Regions from separate parts of the Mus musculus genome. Here region 1 is linked to region 2. A link is a contact called in public promoter capture Hi-C data. All regions are on one chromosome and are shown on one strand. The core of a region is the stretch at or near the end of the contact, and the rest is flanking DNA. Distances in the headings are between cores, read along the strand shown.

The links. Capture Hi-C pulls out chosen DNA fragments and counts their contacts.
Region 1: a promoter capture Hi-C map of pancreatic islet shows a contact between it and region 2. The contact joins two enhancer-like sites. A contact is called at or near these places in 1 of 484 Hi-C or Micro-C datasets (nephron progenitors) and 2 of 9 other capture datasets (adipose tissue and pancreatic islet).

The regions. Positions count from the first base shown.
Region 1 is chr14:23,884,463-23,887,948 of GRCm38.p6, reverse strand. All of the region lies in intron 1 of Kcnma1 (potassium large conductance calcium-activated channel, subfamily M, alpha member 1), which reads left to right. Among named protein-coding and RNA genes, the nearest start is that of Kcnma1, 120 kb to the left of the region's middle. Within about 2 kb of position 2,213, at least 62 of the 459 cell types and tissues checked have an H3K27ac peak or open chromatin away from gene starts, as enhancers often do. A contact at or near this core is called in pancreatic islet, where this site is marked.
Region 2 is chr14:23,733,071-23,736,826 of GRCm38.p6, reverse strand. The region is part of intron 2 of Kcnma1 (potassium large conductance calcium-activated channel, subfamily M, alpha member 1); the gene reads left to right. Among named protein-coding and RNA genes, the nearest start is that of Gm51422, 85 kb to the right of the region's middle. Within about 2 kb of position 1,391, at least 1 of the 459 cell types and tissues checked has an H3K27ac peak or open chromatin away from gene starts, as enhancers often do. A contact at or near this core is called in pancreatic islet, where this site is marked.

The DNA of each region.
Region 1 (3,486 bases), core at 964-3,463, 150 kb before region 2:
GAGGAGTAAGGATCAGATATCTGAGGTTAACCCTGGCATACATAGTTCTGGGTCTGGGCCTATGACTTCTTTTCTTCTGAGGAAAAAAGAAGAAGAAGAAGAAGAAGAAGAAGAAGAAGAAGAAGAAGAAGAAGAAGAAGAAGAAGAAGAAGAAGAAGACTCAATTCAGAGGTAGTTTTTGTTTGGAAAGTAGATTTTATTATTACATTTTTAAAATCAGAAGTCTGTTTTGCCCTTCCCCTGAGGCCTAGAGGGTTTAGACCGATACACTGACAGTATCTTAACCAAAGAGGCACTGTGTCTTCTGCTTTAATAGCATTGGCAGGAAACCTTGGGAAATTGAATGGAAAAGCCTACATTTCATGCCAATGGAATATAAACCATCATTATTAATCTCATCATTTTTACCAGGTGCCATCTTATTTACCTTATATTCTGCAGTCTTGGGGAATGAACCCAGGGTCTCACTCTACAGACGTTCTACCACTGCCCCCAACCCTTAAAATTAATATGTATATGTATGTGTATATGTTTATGTATGTCATTTTGACACAAAGTCTCTCTACACTATCCTGGCGGGCCTTCAGTAGATTCTGTACAGAGAATGTTTGGCCACAATTGTGATCTCCTTGCCTTAACCTCCTGCGTGCTGAGATTAGAGGTTGCACTGCCATGCTCCAGTGGTTGGACGGTAGGCCCATGATATCAGACATAATCAGTTCACACTGCATTGGAGATGCTTGGAGCTTTTGTACATATGATCTCATACAATCCTCACAGTGGCCTAGGAAGACAGTGATTATTATCATTGCCTTTCCCCAGGAGGGTAAACTGAGGAATGGTGACACTACCTGGCATGCCCAATGCAAAGGAAGGGTAACCAGTTGAGGGCAAATTTGAACTCAGTTAAGGATTTCCAACCCTCCTCTGAGTGTCCACAGCATGCTCCACAGAGATGTGACCTGTGGGGGTTCAATGTTTTCTTATAGAGCAGACTATATATAGGAAGTATAACAATATACTATAAATATAAGAATGTAGGCTGTAAGTATAAGGATGATCAAGTCAGATGATCAGTGGGTAAATCTGGGGTCTCAGTCCTCCAGAGAATCTGGGTTGAGGATGGCCAAGGGAGAGGAGGAAGTTTACACGGAGAGCTTCCTGGAGCAATGAACTAGGCACAAGGATCAGGTGGGTAGCCAACGGTAGGGACAGGCATTCTAGGAGAGGAAGGAGGAGAGAGGTAGGTGGCTTGAGGGCTGGCCTCAGTCTCCCCATCTTCCTCGGCATGAGTGCCCATGAATGAAGGGGTGCCGAGGTGGATTCCCCTCGGAAAAATGGTGCAGCAGAGAAGAGGCACGTCAGCTGTCAGGTGACACGTGGGAGTGTGTGGGGAGCACGCCTCATGATTTTCTCTTCTCCCAGGTGTCTTACTGCTGGGTTTTAATGGCAACACTAGGCAGGCATTGGAAGCTTGCTTGTGACATCAGTGCTGCTTGAAGCATCTGCTTTGCTTCCTAGGCATCTTCTAGCAAAAGAGGTCATCCTGGTGATCTTTGTGGGCACTTGTAGCTATGTGTGTGATCTAACCATGGTGGAGCACAGTTGGCGGCTGAGAAATCCATGCCACAGGTCAGACACGAATTGCATTCTTATGAGTCAGCTTCCGCCACACAGATAATTTGGGTTTAACTAGGACACACCTGACCTCAGTCTGCTTACAGGTGCAGTGAACCTGTTGTGTGGTCTCAGCGTCAGTCTGCCCTGATCCCTTCCTATGTGGGTGGTAGTGCCTGTTTATCACTCCTTCAGCCAGAGTGTTACAGTGAGATGCTCACTGACAGCTCCCTCTGATTTCTGAGCTCAGGGCAGAGAGGAGGAGCCTTGAATGTAACGGTTCTTTCCCTCCCACCTCAGTGAACCCTCTTCTGCACCAACTCCTCCATGCCCCCGGAGGATGTGCCACCTCTGCCCCCTCCAAGTTCATTTCTGTGTCAGGGCTGGTCCTTTGCCTATTGCAGAAAGGCAGTACAAGAAGCCTCTCAGATAGGGCGTGGGGTGATAACTTCCTGTCCTCTGAAGAGACCAGCCTCAGTCAGGGTAGGACACTGCAGATCCACTGTGCTGCAAGTGGGGAGGACCTGGGTGGGGAGGCAGAGATAGAGGCCGTGTGGGAGGGGAAAGAGGCAGAGATGACAGGATCCGTGAGTGAGTCACCAGCTTCAGGCTCCAGCTGGAGAGCCCCGGGGAGGGGGAACAACATTGCCTAATGCAGCAGGCAAGGGCCCAGCTTGGGTCTGCGATCTGCTCTTAGCGTGTGTGTGTGTGTGTGTGTGTGTGTGTGTGTGTGTGTGTGTGTGTGTGACATTCTCCTGGGGCATGGGCACAGAGGAGTGATCTGCCTTACACTTGGAAAGCAGAGGGAGGTGTAAGTGAGCACTCATACTACAGGCTTGAACGAACCATCCACACACAAGAGGAAGGTGCTAGTGTTGGTCTGTTCAGGAATGAAGAATCTGAGACCCTGCAAGGCTGAGCAAATAGAAGTCCCGAACAGTGGTAAAATACTACATGACTTAGCTCTGGCCCTGCTGAAGCCTTGGACTTCATCACCGCAGATGGTTGTCAGCCCAGAGCCAGCACCAGAAGCACCTGGGTGCTGGTTCTAGAAGAGTCTGAGTTATGCTTCCATGTGAGAGCTGTGCCAAGGTCTGAGGTTCCCTGTTCTGTACTCTCCTTACTCAGCTTCCTGGCCCAGTTTCTCCATCTGCAAAAGACTCTAGGAGCTTGGCATCTCTACATGTTCTCTCCAGACCACTGCTTAATTGAGTTTCCCACGAATGGCATCCTTCTCAGGCATCACGGCTGTATCTAGTTTGAGAACCTAGTTTAGGAAAAACAGCAGTAGGTGGAGAACATTCAGTGGTTTTTCTTTTGTCATCTGCTTTGTTGGTGTGGAAAGGCCCTGGGCTTCCAGATACTCATTTTGGATTGTACTCTTATTGATATGAAACACCCTGCATTCTCTTATGCTATATATTCATTGGAAATTTCTCTCTGTGTGCATTTATACATAGGCATATATAATGTGCAACACATGTATGCACATTCATATGGGTGCCTAAGTATGTGTACAGCTACATCATGTGTGCACAGATATACTCGGTGTGTGTGTGTGTGTGTGTGTGTGTGTGTGTGTGTGTGTATGTGTGTGTGTGTGTGTGTGTGTGTGTGTAGGACAGAGGTTTACTTTTGGCTTGGTTACTAAGGTACTGCCTACTGTCTCCAGCTTGATTGAGGAAGGCTTTCTTATGAGTCTAGAGCTTGCCTGGCTTGAGCAGCCTGGCTGGGCAGTAAGCTCTTGTCATTGTCTGCCCAGGGCTGGGATTATAAGGCATGTCATTATGCCTGGCTCTTTATGTCTGTTCTGGGGATTGCTTATCACTTATGATTTTGAGACAGAGTCATTCTCTGTGACCAGGCTGG
Region 2 (3,756 bases), core at 142-2,641:
CTTTCAGCCAGTTTGTCTTCACTGTTTCACTTCCACTCTGGTTTCTGACGTGGAGCTAAGGTTGGGATAATGGAGATGGAGAGTACCAGTGGATTTTGGGACTCAAACTTGACATAGTCTGAGTTTCTTGTTTTTCCAGTTGTAAACTTTATTTAGCCTATGAGAACACTGACTTTAACACCTATACACCAAGTTTAGCTGTGTCTTTCCCACTGCTTAATCACTGATACTATGGGAACTGGGGTTGAGGTGTGATACTTGGCACTGCAGTTAATGGCATCTAGAGCTGAGAGACTATCCTTTTTCTTTCTCTGCCCCAGACTTCTTGGCATAGCCTAACAGCTCTCAGTCTTAGATACACATTAGCATCATCTAGGGAGCCTTTGAGAGGCTCAAATCCTTGCTAGCCCAATGAAATCTCAATCTGAGAGTGTATGCCTGTGGCATCTTTACTCTCAAAATTCTCTTCAGGTGAATCAGATGCATGCAAGGGTTGAGAACAACTCTAAGTCCCTGGGGTTGCCCGGGGCCTGAATATACTTTCCTTTTGAGATCAGAAGAATTCTATTTTATTGCTTGTGGGCACAGGTCCAGATTTCTCATCAGTGCTGGGACAGGGTTTTATTTTTCCTAGATACCTAAGAGAATGTAGAGAAGAAATTGGGGTGGAAAAGATACTTGGTGGGTTGGACCAAGCATCACTTGAGATCTCTGCATCATCACATCCAACTTGAGGGCTTGTGCTCTATCTGTATGTCTGTGTCTGCATTTGTGTCTCTGACTCTGTGTCTGTCTGTCTGCCTGTTGTGTCAGATGCCTTCCTCTGTTACTTTCCACCTTCATTCTTGAGGCAATGATTGTTCCTGAAAACAAAGTTTGGAAATTGTCTATACCAGCTGGCTTGAAAGCCCCATGGGCCCTCCTATCTCATACTCCCAGCTATGGAATTACAGGTACTTTGCTTTTTATGTGGGTCCCACTTTCTTGTGCAACAAGCACGTTATCTATTGAGCCATCTGCCCCACCTCACAGGTTTATTGTTAAATGAGTCTTGAATCTCCTTGCATTAGTTTGGATTTTTAGAAGTTAGAATCAGGCTGTATTAAATGGCTTTCTTCTGAGCCTGCTGATTTTCTTCTTTTACATTTTCTGTTTCTCTTCTTTCAGCCCTCCTTACTTCCTTGCTGTCACACCCATGGACATGGGCAAATGAGCTCTGCTCGTCTGTTCGTCAAGCCTCCCAGCTCCTCCAGCCCCCCCTGTGCCCCACGCCTGAGAGGGTGGGTAGGCAGATGGCAAAACTTCCCATTCTGCCACTTAGGGACACAGGTGACACCAACTAATGTCACAGCAACAGGTGGGGAGGAGGTTTCAGAGCTGAGCTAGCAAGGGACATCAAATTCTCAGTGCCTCCTGGGCAGAATACCTCACCTGGCACCATGCTGTTGGCAGAAGGTGCAGCAGCTGGCTCTGCCTCAGCTTTTGGCCAAGCCAAGGATAATGTTGGGTGAGGGTGGGAGCTGTTGCATTGAGGGCAGATTTAGATTGTTTCACATCCCTTAGCTTGGTGACAAATGGGGTTTGGCCCATTGGCTTCTCTGATGCATGACAACTCATGTCCTCTTCCCTCTCCTCCTTACTGAACTCTCAAATCTCATCTTCAGATCCCACATTTAGGGAAAGTGCTCCTCGTAGGCTCTTTTGCAGCTCCAGCTACCTAGCTCACGACAGTTTTATAACCGTCTCTATAATCTTTCTGCCACATTGAGCTCTTCTTCCTTGACAGCAGAGCCCATTTCTCATCATGGGTATATGATCTTGGAGAATGCCTGGTACTGTCAGTATTTGTAGATGTGAGTGAATCTCATCTTAGTGGACAGCACCATTTAATTAATTGTAGATCTATCTTGCTTATCTATTGAATGAAAGACACTGGCAGTTAGGGTAAGCCAAATGATCACACAATCTGAAACATATTTCTTTAAGGCCTCAAAGCACTATCCAGGGGAATCTGAGAGAGGGCACAGTTTATCTGTCTTTTCACTCCTATTTGCTAAGTAAAAATGAGAATTAAGGTGCTATGAGCATCAATAATTATGAAATGCCTTTCACTGCCTCCCTCTTCAGTATCACTTCATCTACATAGGTTCTATCTAGCCAAGGCAGGGATGGTTGTTTATGGAAATGGACATATTACTTATGGAAATCGACATGTCTCATTGACCCACTATTGCCAAGATACCATATATCAAGGAGCAGTGTTGTATAGATCAGACATAAAGGTGAGTGGGTTATTGCTTGTTATTATGAACTCCATTCCTCATGCTCAGACTTCTTGCCAGTCAGGTTTAGAGGTCTGGGAAAGTGCCAAAGGGGTTGATCCAGGCCAGCATGGGATTAAAAGTCCTCCAGGGAAATCACATGTGCTAAGTGAGCTCTCTGAGGTTCCGGCGCAAGGTTGTGCTGGTCAAGGACAGCAAGTCGCAGGGAGTCTGGGTGAAGCCAGTGTGTGTTGCTGCCTCCCTTAGTTTAGATTCCATGTGACATAGTATATTGAAGAGAGAATGGGACTGACTGAGCTGACAATAGGGCTGATGGTGCCAGCATCCTCCTCCATCTTTGTGCTACATTGCTGTTCACTCTCAAGAATCCTGAGATAAAGGATATTCCAGATGAAAGGTGTGGGACCCAAGTCCTCCTTGTTAGAGTCATTTTCCCAAAGTCATGAAGATAGCAGGTGGCAGGATTGAGATTTGGTGACATTCTTGGCATTCGCCTTGCCCACTGACCCCTACTGCCTTAAGAGCCAGCTGCCTATCACAGACTTGACATTAGCTGTTGGCTGTGTGAGTTTTAAGTCACAACAGTTCCCACAGATACATTTTCTGTAAAATAGGGATATTTCTGGCTTCTTGCTGTTGAAGGAGGCTTAGAAGACTGAAGGAAGAAAGGTGATCAGCGAGGTCTAGGAAAGCTTAGGATAAGAAGGCCATTTGCACTTGCTGACTCCTAAGAGTTTTTGGGTCCTGGCTGACAGCCCACATTTGTCAAAGGTGTCTCCAGCCCTAGCTCTAGCATGGTAATCCATTCAACTTTGAGAGCTCTGAATCTCCTGTAATCCACAGAGGCTGACAGAGGGATGGTGAGGCAGCTGGAGGGGGGAGGTGAGTCTGTCCAAGGAAGATTTAGAACTACTCTGATATGATATAGATGGAAGTCACAGGGCATGCCACAGTTTTTAGAGGCATTGTGGCCTGTGTGATATCTACTTTCACCCATTTGAAGAAATGCTGAGTTCTTTTCCATTTTTCTTGACTGAGTTGGTGTGTAAACAAAGTTTCCACAGCTTTTGCTTTTGAGAAGAGAGTGGGAGGAGCTAAATATTAGAAAGAAGGAGAAAGGAGGCCATCCAGGTGCACTAGGGAAGGAGGGAAACCAGTTTCTTTGTTAATCCTGACTTGGGGCAATAAAGACAGCTAGTGTCAGGCAACTTCTGTATGTTTGTGGGAGGAAGCTCCAGGACCTCTGCAGAGGCCCATATCCCCTCATGTTAAAATCCCTTTATTAGTTAGGGTTCTCAAAAATTTATTGTGATGACTTACAGTCTGTAGTCCAAAACACCTAACAATGGTCAGCTGTGAATGGAAAGTCCCAAGAATCTAGTAGTTGCTCAGTACCACAAGGCTAATTGTTTCAGCTGGTCTTTTGTAGAAGTAGGTACCAACAGATGTGCTGGCAAGTAAATGCAAGCAGGTA